Linked DNA regions of Rattus norvegicus: region 1 is linked to region 2. A link is a contact called in public Hi-C data. All regions are on one chromosome and are shown on one strand. Each heading gives the region's core, a stretch centred on a gene start, on an enhancer-like site or on the middle of the called end of the contact. The rest is flanking DNA. Distances are from core to core; before and after follow the strand shown. Region 1 overlaps Elapor1 (endosome-lysosome associated apoptosis and autophagy regulator 1). Region 2 holds the start of Celsr2 (cadherin, EGF LAG seven-pass G-type receptor 2).

What was found. A called contact is a pair of places that touch in the nucleus more often than the background predicts.
Region 1: a contact with region 2 is called in a Hi-C map of Schwann cells, with 2.6 times the contacts expected there. The contact joins the enhancer-like site here to the promoter of Celsr2 in region 2. A contact is called at or near these places in 3 of 12 Hi-C or Micro-C datasets (Schwann cells, kidney and mammary epithelial cells).

Annotation. Positions count from the first base shown.
Region 1 is chr2:198,783,496-198,790,551 of GRCr8, forward strand. It overlaps Elapor1 (endosome-lysosome associated apoptosis and autophagy regulator 1), which reads right to left. Exons shown (of 22, transcript NM_001427832.1): 14 at 6,152-6,415; 15 at 4,258-4,431; 16 at 2,517-2,697; 17 at 1,374-1,470; 18 at 878-979. Among named protein-coding and RNA genes, the nearest start is that of Sars1, 18 kb to the left of the region's middle. Within about 2 kb of position 3,391, at least 3 of the 93 cell types and tissues checked have an H3K27ac peak or open chromatin away from gene starts, as enhancers often do. A contact at or near this core is called in Schwann cells, where this site is marked.
Region 2 is chr2:198,737,030-198,743,465 of GRCr8, forward strand. It overlaps Celsr2 (cadherin, EGF LAG seven-pass G-type receptor 2), which reads right to left and starts at 4,353. Exons shown (of 34, transcript NM_001191110.1): 1 at 1,044-4,353. The coding sequence starts at 4,353.

The DNA of each region.
Region 1 (7,056 bases), core at 2,141-4,640, 46 kb after region 2:
GTGTGCATTCCAATGCAGGTGTGTGTGCGCGCACGTGTGCGTGTGCATGTGCGTGTGTGTCTGTCTGTCTGTCTGTCTGTCTGTGTGCATTCCAATGCAGGTGTGTGTGCGCGCACGTGTGCGTGTGCATGTGCATGCGTGTGTGTTCTGTTCTGTTTTGTTTTTTAAGATAGTGTCTCCTTTAGTCCAGGCTGACATTGAATTCATTATGTAGCTGAGATCAACCTCAACTGGGGCACAAACTCTGGTCTTTACATGGAGAGGTGAGGACCAGGGAAAGCTAGTCAAGGTAGCAATGTTCTAGTCTAACTTAAAAAACAAAAGAAGCAAAGCAAACACATGCTGGGACCTCCTTCAGGGAAGGGAACTCTCTGACAGGTCCTTCATATTTCTCCCTGCCCAGTATATAATGGCCCCGGGAATATGCAAAACTTCAGTCTGTATCTTCTGAGTACAGGGTTACAGGCGAGCACTCCTGTGCTTTGCTTTGCTGTGCGTGATTATTTACCACGGTCAGGAGACTTTTGTTCTACTTCCTCATTAGTGACAGAGCAAATATCCTGTCCCTCCCCACTTTTGAGACAAGAGGTCGCTATGTCATCCTAGTGGCCTAAACCTGATATGCAGACTAAGCTGGCCTCCACCTCAGAGATCCTTCTTCTCTGCCCACCAAATGCTGGGATTAAAGCCATGCCCCACCACACCCTGCTTAGTTTTTTACTTCAAGTTAAGATCTAGGGGCCATGTGCCCCCAAGAGCCCATGAATGGATCTAAAATGATTTTTTTCTTTTTAAAAATAGTATCTGTGTCTTGGGATGGAGGGAGTCCTGGCAAGAGCAGGCTGTGGCCAGTGCAGCCTCCCTCCACAGAGGTCACCTGGGTAGCCGAAGGGTACCAGGTGTAGGTTTCATGGGGTTGCATCTGAGACGAATGGTGGTTGATCTTCCAGAGCTGCAGGACTGAGTCACATCATTGGATCTGTAGTGAAAGCCAACACCATGAGGGAAGGGCCCACTCTGCTGTCACTGGGGAGCCAACACGGGGTGATTTGGGCAAGTAGGGATTCAAGTTCTCCTTATGTGGAGAGAGTGGAGACCAGGGAAATCTAATCCAGGGGGCAAGGCTCTGGACTGAGAAAGAAAAGGCTGGCACATACTGGGACCTCCTTAAGGGAAGGGAAGTCCGTGGCAGCTCCTCCATCTTTCTCCTTGACCTGAGCACACAATGGCCCCAGGAATACGCAAAAGGCTCATACCAAGCGACAGCAAGCTTTAACTCCGATGACTGGGCAGCCTTAGACCTCCATCAAGCCTGAGCAGGCTTGACAAGTAGGAGGTAGTAGGAGAGTCCGAGCCTGGTCTTTCATCCTCACCTGAAAAAGAAGACTACGTCCGGGATCCCTGGGGTCTCTGGGTGAAAAAGTTCAGCTGGGGAGACGATTCCTTCCAAAGCCATGTCTATTGACACTCCTGTCAAACCAGAGCTCCCGATTAGTTCTTGCTCATAGAACTGGTGACCACCTCAATCCTTCAAGGTCTGTCAACAACCAACCTTTACTTCATCATATCACTGAGTGGCTCATGCAAAAGTGAACCCTGGGTTTATCAGAGATGTCAGGGGCACATGGAATGGAATTAAAAAAGATCAGGAGGTTGGGCCCCTCACATGAGGCCTTCTAGCCACCAGTCCCTTACTCATTAATACAGAGAGAGAGAGAGAGAGAGAGAGAGAGAGAGAGAGAGAGAGAGAGAGACAGAGACAGAGAGAGACAGAGAGAGACAGAGACAGAGACAGAGACAGAGACAGGCAGAGAGACAGAGACAGAGGGACAGAGACAGAGGCAGAAACAAACAGAGAAAAAGAGATACATAGACACAGAGACACATAAAGACATACACAGGGGCTGGAGAGATGGCTCAGTGGTTAAGAGCACTGACTGCTCTTCCAGAGGTCCTGAGTTCAATTCCCAGCAACCACATGCTGGCTCACAGCCATCTGTAATAGGATCCGATTCCCTCTTCTGGTGTGTCTGAAGACAGCTACAGTGTAGTTATATAATAAATAAATAAATCTTTAAAAAAAAAAAAAGGCTGTAGAGATGGCTCAGTGGTTAAGAGCACTGACTGCTCTTCCAAAAGTCCTGAGTTCAATTCCCAGCAACCACATGGTGGCTCACAGCCATCTGTAATGGGATCCGATGCCCTCTTCTGGTGTGTCTGAAGACAGCTACAGTGTAATCATAAAGATAAAATAAAGAAATAATTAAAAAAAAAAGACATACACAGACACACAGAGACCTACACAAACACAAATACACAGAAACACACAACGACATAAATGCAAACACAGATAGATACATACACACATATACACACAGATACACAGAGACACATTCATAAACATAGACACACAGAGAGACATACGCATATATACAAAAAGACACACACACACACACACACACACACACACACACACACACACATGCTCAAGCAAGCTGGGTAACTGGATTACTCACCAACAAGTCTGTCAGCAAGGCTGACTGGCTGTGAGGATACCCCAGCCTTGTAGCCCATCACCTCAGAGGGGATGATGACCACCTGGCAGACATAGGCTGTGACGGACTTAGAGAAACCGGCCTCGCCCTCAGGGATCCGGAGGTCAGTGACATTGTCTGTGCATACAGACATCTTTTTTCCCTGGTAAGGCACATATGGAAGAAAGCCAATGACCACAGAAGAGTCCCAAGAGGGGATAGGGAACTTTTTACCATGCATCTAAAAGGTAAGCGTCCCTATCCTATGCTGCAGTAGAATGATTCTCACAAGAAGATTGAAGAGGAGGAGGGGACGGGGGTGGGGGAGAAGGTAAAGATTTGTCCCAGTTTCTAGACACTGGCCTTGTACTTCCCTGTGGTCACCTCCACTGTGCTGGTAACCACTGCTTTGGAGTTCCAACCAATTGGTCAGGGGTGGGGGGGGGTCCCTCTGCATCTAGGTGCATCCTCAAGAGCTATGCAACTGAGCCCTGAGGCCAGTGACATTTACTGGAACATTTGGGCTGACTTATGCCCCTTCTTGTCTCCCTTGGTGCTGTGGTTCAGTGTCTGTCTTGGAAGCACTGTCTGGACAGACTCCAAGGGGTTCAAACAGGCCGGACGACTTGAGACAGGATGTCTGAGGAGCAGTCAAGTCCCCTGCCTTTGGTTTTGTTTTGATGGGATTTTGCTAAATAGCCCAGAGGGACTTGGAACTAACGTTATCCTGCTTCATCGCCCCCCACCCCCAAACGTGGGATTGTCTGGATTAACCTTTGGAGGGAGGGGAGGTTCTGGGAGAGTGAACCCGGGGCCTTATGACTGCTACACTGTTCTGGCTTCTCAGCCGTACTCTCAGCCTCTCCCTTCTGTTTTATGAAAGAACAGAATAAAACAAAGCAAACTGTGTGTGAGAGAAGGAAACTAGCTTCTCCAGGCTTTTTTTTTTTTTTTTTTTTTTGACATATTTGCTTTGCACAGCCTGGCCTCAAATTCCAGATCCTCCTGCCTCAACCTTCTGAGGGCTGGGATTGTTTCTGTGCCACCATGCCTGGCACCTCTGGTCTTTACTAGCCTTGCCGTGACCAGCCATGGAGATGAGTGTATACCTTGCACTTGGGAGGCTGAAGCAGGATTAGAAGGACACATATCCTAGATTCCCCACATTACCTCTCCCAGCTCCCTTTGAGAAGCTGCCTACAATTGTTTAAACCTCTTTAATTCTCTCTTTCCTCAATGGCCTCAAAGATTCTGTGGTGTTGTTTGTTTTTTTTTGTTTGTGTTTTTCTTTCTTTGTTTTGTTTTGGGCTTTCTTTTTTTTTTCTTTTCTCCATCTTTATTAAATTGAGTATTTCTTATTTATATTTCAATTGTTATTACCTTTCCTGGTTTCCAGGCAAACATTCCCCTAGCCTCCTCCCCTTCTTTATGGGTGTTCCCCTCCCTATCCTCCTCCCATTACCGCCCTCCCCCCAACAATCCCGTTCACTGGGGTTCAGTCTTAGCAGGACCCAGGGCTTCCCCTTCCACTGGTGCTCTTACTAGGCTATTCATTGCTACCTATGCAGTTGGAGTCCAGGGTCAGTCCATGTATAGTGTTTGGGTAGTGGCTTAGTCCCTGGATGTTTTGGTTTTCATGTTTTGTTTTGTTTCTTCTTCCTGTGCTCACATCTGGTCTCCAGTCCACTTTCCAGTACTCAGACTGCTTGCTCACACAGCTTACCTGGTTTCCACAGAGACTCAGCGTGAAATGATGAAAATACTTCAACCCCTTTGAAGTGAAGCTGGGTGCGCCTGCCAGAGAGACAGTGCCTGCCAGAGCTGAGAAGTTGTAGTTGAAAGTCCTGCTGGGAGTGTTCCGGGAGAAGGTGCAGTCATTGTAGCAGAGAGAGTGGACCTGAGGGGGAAAGGGTCCAGTCAGTGGCGAATCTCAGGCCTTGAGAGCTGCAGTGGAGTACAACAGACCTCCCCACAACCTGTTCCAGCCGGAGTGAAATTAAAGAAGAGGAAGGAAAGACTGAGGTGGACACTAAAAGAAGGGAAGCAGACCCCTATCGGGTCTACCTTGCTCTTGCTTATTGGCATATGTAAGATGAACACATCTGAAGTGGGTTCCTATATAATTGCCTGTGGTGGCTATCATGAAAGACTGACAGAAGCACCAGTGTGCAGGCTCTTACAAGGACGCCCCTATACATACACAAAAGACTTTTACAAGGACATCTGCCCAGCCACTGTCCACTCAGCCTTGGACTGATGCCACTTTCTTGTTAGTCGTGGTGGCCAACGATCCCTGTTCCAATATGTCTGACACACTTTTCATTCATGTCTCAAAGTCTTTGAATAGACCTATGATTTACTGTGGCACACGTACTCCACTGTTCCCAGATGCCAGTATTCACTGGAGAGCCTCTGTCTGACCTTGTTTTCAGTGGTGCTAGGGATCAAACCTAGAGCCTTGTGCAGGCTGGGCATGTGCTCTGTGACCAAGCTTGTCTTTCAAGCACAAGACAGCAGGGCCTTAACTTAAATAAGTGCTCCAGAGTGGCAAGAAAGAGACTTCCATTCTTCCCCCGACGTTCAGCACACACACGGCCATTTCAAACACTGAAACGCTTCCTTTTGCTGGAGTTCTCTGTAGGAAACTGAGCTGTGGAAGGAGCTTCCCTTCCTATTCCTTGTATGGTAGGGACCTCAGTCAGAGGCAGTCTGACATGTTGTCATTCTCTCCACCAGCAGCAGAGGGAGCTCCAGGGGAAGAAGACTATGGAGAGTGTCCCAGGTACCCCCTAAAACAGTGGTCCTCAACCTTCCTAATGCTGTGACCCTCTAAGACTCCAAACCATAAAATTATCTTCGTTGCTACCTCATAACTGTAAGTTTGCTACTATTATAAATTGTGATATAAATATCTGATATGCAGCCCCCTCTTAATGGTTGAAAACCACTGCCCTAAGAAATTTTGAAGGGTCTGTACAATGAATGAACACACTTTGCAGATAAATAGAGCAAGACTGTATCGTGTTTGAAGTTAGTCTGGCCTACATGGGACCTGGTCTCATAAGTACGTAAGCAGTAAGTGTAAGTCAATGGCTAAAGTCTGATAGATGTCTCCCTGGTGTGACTGGCAGAAAACAAATTAATTCTAAATGCTGATGACTATCTAAGACCCTTTCTTCATATGTACTTTATATATCCATCGAGCTGAGAAGCCCCCTGGTTGGAGGGCAGCTATGCCGATTAACTGTAAGTACCAGCAAAGGTTGACTCACCTTCCTAAACAGAGGGAGCAGATCAGATTACTGTGCTAATGACCTAAATTTGGGCCACAGACCCCACTATTTCTTCCCTTCAGGTCTTTGTGTAGATGCCAAACCTCTGGACCACAGGGGCACTAATCTTCACCAACTGAAGATGTGACTTGCCTGCTACAGAGGAAAGACAAGACCTCCTGCTAAGAGCTCACCGCCCACAGTCACATCCAGGTTAGTGCCCTTCACAGCAACCTGAGCGTGGGAGTGGGGTGGGGGTCTCCGGGGGGGGGGCATGCGGGTATCAGCCTTAGAGAATCCCAGTAAGAACCCAGCACCCGTGCAAGCCGGGCAGACTGGTAGCACCTTGTTGTTCTTGGTCCCTGGACCACAGGGCACACAGGCCTGTGCACCATAAGGCTGGTGAGCTTTCAGGATGGTGTTAGAGGGACAGAGGTGGCAGGTCCCAGAATCCCGGTTGATATAATGGCCAGCAGGACAAGAGGTGCAGGAGGAGCCCAAATCAGAGGCTTCTAGGGCACAGGGACGGCAGTAGGAGGCCACACCCCCCATGACGTTGGTGACATTGATCGAGTAGATCTTGGCGACATCATTAGTATACTTTCTGCCCTGGAGTTAAGGAAACAAAAGCCGAGAAAGGAGAGGCCTGAAGCAGCAGCAGCCATAGGAAGAACAGAGTACTGTGTCATTGTGTCTTATAAAAACGTAGTTTATTTTCACTTGTGCGTGCACACGTGTGTATGTATATATATGTGTATTTGAATGTACAGGCACATATATAAGCATGCATGTAGAAGCCAGATGTGGACATCAGACATTCTTTTTATCACTATCTCATTTTTTGAAACAGGGTCTCTAACTGAACGAACTGTCTCATGTCCTGGTTTTTACATGGATGCCAGAGGTCAAACCCAGGTCCTTGGGTTCCATCACAACAGCTGGCACTGACTGAACCACTAACAACATCTTTCCCACTTTATTTAGTGGTGGCTCTTTGTATGATAATTAAAGGTGAACGACACTAAAAATAAATTGTGAGCTGGGCGGTGGTGTCATGCACCTTTAATCCCAGCACTCGGGAGGCAGAGGCAGGTGGATCTCTGTGAGTATGAAGTAAGCCTGGTCTACATAATGAGTTTAGGACAGCCAAGGCTACACAGAGAAACCCTATCCCAAAAAACAAAAGATAAACAAACAAACAAACAAACAAACAATTTAACTTAAAAAAGAACAGTGGCGGGGTTGGGGAT
Region 2 (6,436 bases), core at 3,103-5,602:
GGGGCTGAGCGCTTGACCAAGCTGCAGGAATGCCCAGGCTGGGTTCTGGCCAGGCTCCCACGCCCCTAGAAATCTGTTCTCTCTCCACCAAGTCAGGGCCCTGGAGTCTCTGCCCTCAAAGAGCAGTAGTCCTAGTGCACTCTGAACCCCGTGTCTGTTCTCCTGAGGCCATGCCATCATGGTCAGCAGAGAAGACCTAGCACCCCAAGAACAAGCCACGGGGGGTGGGGGAGCCCAAAAAGTCCATCTGCCCTGGCTTTGTTGCAGCCCTTCCCCCAAGCCAGACCCCAACCAAGAACTCAGGGCAGTGAGGTCTGTCTGGACAGAGACAATGAGCTCTGACTCTACTTCCTGCCTGGAGCTCTGAAGGGGGAGCCAAGGCAGGCTCTTTCTGCCTGGAGGGAAAAGGAATGCTCTAGACAAAGTCCAAGTCAGTTTCTGCAGCTCTACTGAGAACCAGAGTGGGGGAGAGGAGGACGGCAGGGTCCTGACCCCCTTGGTGGAATCCTGTGTCTCTGGTAGCCCTCTGACCTGCCAAAGGCTGTGTGAGATCACAGGGTGCCATGAGGGTGACAGGGTGCTGAGGAACCGATTTGCCTCCCCCTCCACCCCATCCCCTGCCAGCCAAGGTCTTCCCACCCCCTCCCCCTCCCCTTTCCTCTCTCCCAGCTCCCCTCTCCTCTCTCCCAGCTCTGGGGCCTTCAAGGCTTCCACGCGCCCTTTTTTTTTTTTTCACAATTCTTGGCAGCCAGAGCCAGGGCAGCCTCACAACGCTTCCCCCACCACGTCACAGTCTGGTAGGCAGGGGGCAGCCAACCAAAGCAGCCCAGCCCAGCCTGGGGCAGCAGGCGGGGCCTGCGCCAGCTGCCAGGATTCCTGGGGTTTCTTCTCAGGCCAGGTTCCTGATCTCACAACTTCTGAGCTATCCACAGGGTGGAGAGCTGGGTCACCAGCCCCTCTTGGAAGGCCCACCACCTCCAGTGGCTTCCAAGACCTCCCTAAAGGACTATTCCCACCCCAACATCACTGGGCATCTTCCTTACCTGACACCAGCACACTCATGATGGCTTCCAGGGGCCGGTTGTTGTCCAGTGCCCGGCTCAGTCTCAGCTCACCGGTGGAGGCATTGAGTAGGACCAGGCTGAGTTCATTTCCTCGCTCAAAGCTGTACGTCAGGCTGTCTGAGATATCGGGGTCATGGGCAGGCACGCGGCCTATAGCACCCCCAGGGAAGCTGCTCGAGCGGTTGGTGACATAGTTGTTGAAAAGAATCTCAAAGTTGCCCAGCACTGGCGGGTTATCATTGCGGTCGAGGAGGCGGACATGGACAGTAGCCCTGCTCACCAAGGGAGCAGACGTAGCCTGGATGACCAGGATATATTCAGGTCGGTCCTCGTAGTCCAAATCTACGAGGGCCGTTAGCTCGCCCGAGAAGATGTCCAGCTGAAAGACCTCAGGGATATTGCCCTCCACTATCTGGTACATGATCTGTGCATTGGTCCCTTCGTCTGGGTCGGTGGCTGTGACCCGGGCCACAGCCAGTCCGATGGGGCTGTTCTCTTCCACAAATACATCAAACTCATCCTGTTCAAAGACGGGGGGATTGTCATTCACATCCAGTACAGTAACTGTCACTTCCATGGGTGTGCGGGCTGGCGGCATCCCCTTGTCCACCGCGTACGCTCTCAAGATGTACTGGGCCACATTCTCACGATCCAGCCTCCGCAGTGTGCGCACGATGCCTGATGTGGACTCTACAATAAAGTCACCATCTCCATCGTCCCCTCCTTGGAAGGTGTAGAAAACCCTGCCGTTCAGACCGGAGTCGCGATCGGTGGCTGAGATCTGCAGGACGCTGGTGAAGGGTGGCACATCCTCATAGACACTCCCCTGGTAGGAATCTCTGAGGAACTGGGGGGCATTGTCATTCACGTCATTTACCAGGATCTCCAGGTAGGTTGTGTCCGACTTCTGGGGGATGCCATTGTCCCGAGCGGTGATGGCCAGGGTGTAAGACACCTGATCTTCATAGTCCAGCTCAGCCTGGGTGGTGACGGCCCCAGTGTCTGCATCGATGCGGAACTGAGGGATGCTGTCCTCCATAAAGTAGGTGATTCGGGCATTCTCCCCTGTGTCCTCGTCTGTAGCACTGATCAGCACCACTGTGGTGCCTGCTGGCCGGTCTTCATTAACATTCACCGTATAGTGGGAGCTCTGGAAGACGGGACGATGGGTGTTGGCATCAGTGACATTCACCACGATCTGAGCTGTGTCCTGCCTTGTGCCATCCGAGGCAGTCACGGCCAGCACATACTGCCGCTCGAGTTTGTAGTCCAGCGGTAAGGCCAGGGAGACCAGGCCACCCCCGCTTTGGCTGGTGATAGAGAAGCGGTTGCGGGTGTTGCCGCTGGTGATCTGGTAGGTAATGACACTGTGAGCATCTCGATCCACGGCTGACACCGTCACCACACTGGTGCCCACAGCCGCGTCCTCGTTGAGCCGCACCGTGTACTCCGGCTGCGTAAAGGTTGGGTTGTTGTCATTGACATCCAGGATGGTTACACTGACACTGGCTGAGGCGGTGAGTGCTGGGGTGCCGTGGTCCCTGGCTTCTACTCCGAAGCTGTAGAAATCAACCTCTTCCCGGTCCAACTCCGCGGCCACCGAGATCCAGCCTGTGCCGTTGTTAATGGTGAAGGGGAAGTCGTGCCCAACCCCAGCCAGGCTGTATTCGAGGCGGGCGTTCTCTCCGGCATCAGCATCAATCGCTTGGACATGCAGAACCAGGTAGCCTAAAGGTACACTCTCTAGGACCGTGGCCTGGAAAGGGGTGCTGACAAAGATGGGGGCGTTGTCATTGATGTCTAGGACCTGCACGGTTACTAGACCGGAGACGTTGGAAAGTGGAGGCCGGCCACCATCCTGGGCCCGGATCCGCAGTGTATATTCTTTGGTTGTCTCATAGTCGAGTGGGCTCACCACATCCAGGGCTCCAGTCTGAGCATCCAGATAGAACTGTCCCCGAGCGTTGCCGCTCATGATACTATAGTGCACCAGGGCGTTGCTGCCCTTGTCTCTGTCCGAGGCCGTGACTCGGAGAACGGGGGCTCCTGGGGTCACATCCTCCCGCACCTGAACCACGTAGCGCTTCTCGCTAAACTGGGGGGCGTTGTCATTATCATCTTCCACAGACAGGAAGACGACAGCTGTGGAGCTCCGTGGGCCTGGGTCCCGACCCTGGTCACTCGCCTCCACTATCAATTTGTAGGATTCCACTTCTTCCCGATCTACGGGGCCGCGGGTTCGGATCACCCCAGAGCGAGGATCGATCTCAAAGACTTCTGAGGGGCTGCCTCCAGGCCCCTCCAGCAGGCGGTACAGAATGTTGGCATTAGGAGGGGCATCGCCATCGGTGGCCCTGACTGTAAGCACCTCATAGCCAACCTCCAGGTTCTCCCTGAGGCTCTCCTTGTATTCTTGCTGCTCAAAAACAGGGTCGTGATCATTGGTGTCAGTCACTAAGATAGTAAGTGTGGCCAAGGCACTCCGTCGGGGCATACCATGATCCTGTGCGGTGACCCTGAAGACATGGGTGCTCTTGGTCTCCCGATCCAGCTCCTCAGCTGTGGTGACAGCACCAGTGATTGGGTCCAAGGAGAAGAAATGATTGGAGCGGCTATCAAAGAGGGCATCCATGGTGTACTCAAGTCGACCCGCCTCACCCTCATCGGGATCAATGGCTCTTAAGGAGGCAACAGAGGTACCAGCAGGCTGGTTCTCGGGCACTGTGGCCTGGTAGCTGGGAGGCTGGAACTGGGGAGCTGTATTCACATTCCTTTTCCTGCGCCCACCCATAGATTCCTCTCGTGATCCTTCCCCAGCCCTGAGCCCTGGGGCCTGTGCCAGCTTGCAAGACTGGCATCTGAGCCGTGGGGCCTTTAAGCAAGGGTGTTCTTGAGGCAGGGTCAGCGTGCCTTGTGGAGAAAGGTGTCCTCCGATACCCAGGAGTCGACAGCTCCAGGGGCAGCCTTCAGAGGATGGCGGAAGAGGGATATGAGCCCCTGATTCTGGACACCAAACCCTCAGGCCATCGTGATGGGGCACCAGGTGGCCGGTCAGCTCAATGCCCGAATCTCTGCAGCGGCTGGTGTAGAGCCAGAGGTTCGAAGCAGAGGCTGGGCAGAGCCAGCCCACGGGGGCGCAGGCCCCAGAGGAGCCGCGTCCCCCGGACCCCAGAGAACGACAGGGCCCCACTTGATCTCCCAGTAGTGGCGACGGCGGCAGCAGCAGCAACAGCAGTAGCAGCGGCAGCAGTGGCGTTGGGAGGGGGGCGCTGGCAGCCCGGCTCCGCATCTCTCCCCGCTCCCGGCCAGCCGGGTCAACAGCCGCGGCGGCTCTTCCTCCGGCTCCTGCCGGCCCCGCCGCGCCTCATGCCCGGGCCGGGGCGCCGGTCCCCGGGGGCCACCTGTACGTCCCACTGGGCCTGCACCCAAATGGCTCGGCGGGGCCGCGCTCTCAGCCCACGATGCGCCGGGCTCCCACCACTCTCGAAGCCGGGCCCGCTCCCGAGTCAGCGCGACCACTGCGGGTTCACACTGCGCTTCCACCTGCGCTCTGGGCGCTCTCTACCTGCGCCCGAGGGCCGCGAGGATCTCTAGCTCTGCCGGGTCCCCGGGTCCCGAGCCCCAGAATGTCCCCTCCGCCCGCGTGAGATCGCCCACCTGCGTCTGAGGAGCCGCGCGCTCCGGCCGGGGTCCGGCTGCCAACGACCGCCCTGCGCCGCCCACTCGCGCCCTGCGTCCCTGCCGCTGCCGCTGCCGGTCGCCGCGGTCCCGGGCCGAGACCCGCGTTCCCTCGCCTCCCGGGCGGGCGGGCGAGCTCTGCAGAGCAGCGGCGGTGGCGGCGGCGGCTCATTACCATAGACCTGCTCGCGCCGCCGCGGTCTTAAAGCGGCGACGCCCAACGCGCAGAAGGAGGTGGGCCCCACCCAGCGCCCTCTTCTGCATGGTTGATCTAAGTAAGATTCCCGCCTCTCGTAGCATTTTTCTTCCCAACACATCAGACTTGCTCCTTGCCAGTCCCTACTACAGCTTAAAGAGGAACGAACAATCGGAAACCACACAGGGAATTGATACTCTTGTGGAGTTCTATGGCTCGTGCTCTTTCAAAACATTCTGAATGTCTGCAGAAGGGGAATAGGGATGGATGGATATAGACACACACAGGCAATTTTCCAGTCAATCCCCGAGAGCCCTTGTTGCTGTTTCATTCTACGGTTCCCGGGTCAGAAGTAAAGACGACGTTACTCTGACACTACAAAGTCTCCCCCAGAAACCAGAAGTTGTGCTCTCACTTGGATGTCTTAGACAAAAGGACCCCTGTTTTTGGATACCTCTTGGGTACCACATAGCAGGTCAGTGAATTAGAGTGTCCAGAGCAGCAAGTACACTATCACTGCCAGATTCCTAGGGTCAAGATGAGTTGGTTCCAAAGGATCCAAGCTCCCTAGGTCTTAGGACTTTGTGGCTCCACTAACTGATAGTCAGGCTTGCGGTCTAATAAATAAATAAATCTTAAAAAAAAAAAAAAAAAAAAAAAAAAAGCTGGGCACAGCCTCACCAACGTGATGGCCTAACATGAGCTGAATAAGGACCCTGACAATAGACAGACCAGAGAAAGACCAGGAGACTTCAGCCCTCTCTGAGTGGGAGGATAGAATTTCCCAGGGAAGAGCACAGCGATCTGTACTTCTGTACCAGTGGTCAGTCCTGAAAACTGCATACAAGCAACACTGTACAGATGCAACAGGCTGTAATTTAGAAATGGATATGGACAGACATATGTGCATAGAACAGCAATTAATGAAAAAAGAGGTCATGGATTTGAAAGAGGAAAAGGAGGGGTATATGGGAAGGTTTGGAGGCAGGAAAGAGAAGAAAGAGATGATATAATTATACTATAATCTCAAAAATAAAAAATAATTAAAAGGCTGGACACTGTAGCAAACATCTTTTACATCAGTGTTAGGGAAGCAGAGACTGGAGGATTCTAAGGGCTTGCTGGCCAGCCAGTCTGTCCTACCTGGTGACTCAGAATCAGATTCTGTCTCAAAAATACCAAATATCAACCTCTATACTTCATAGGTGCAGGCGTACGCACGCAGTGCTCTCATGCTCTCTCTCTCTCTCTCTCTCTCTCTCTCTCTCTCTCTCTCTCTCCCCCCCCCCCTCTCTCTCTCCAGGTCTAGTGGAACACTTGGGAAGGAAAAACAAGGGGATCAGGAATTCAGGGTCACTCTTAGCTACAGATTGAGGCTACACGGGATATAGCTCAGTGCTTGCCTAACTGTACAAAGTTCTAGATGAATTCTCTAGTCCTGGGCGGATGAATTATTTAGGAGAATTTTTAGGGGCTGGAGAGATGGCTCAGTGGTTAA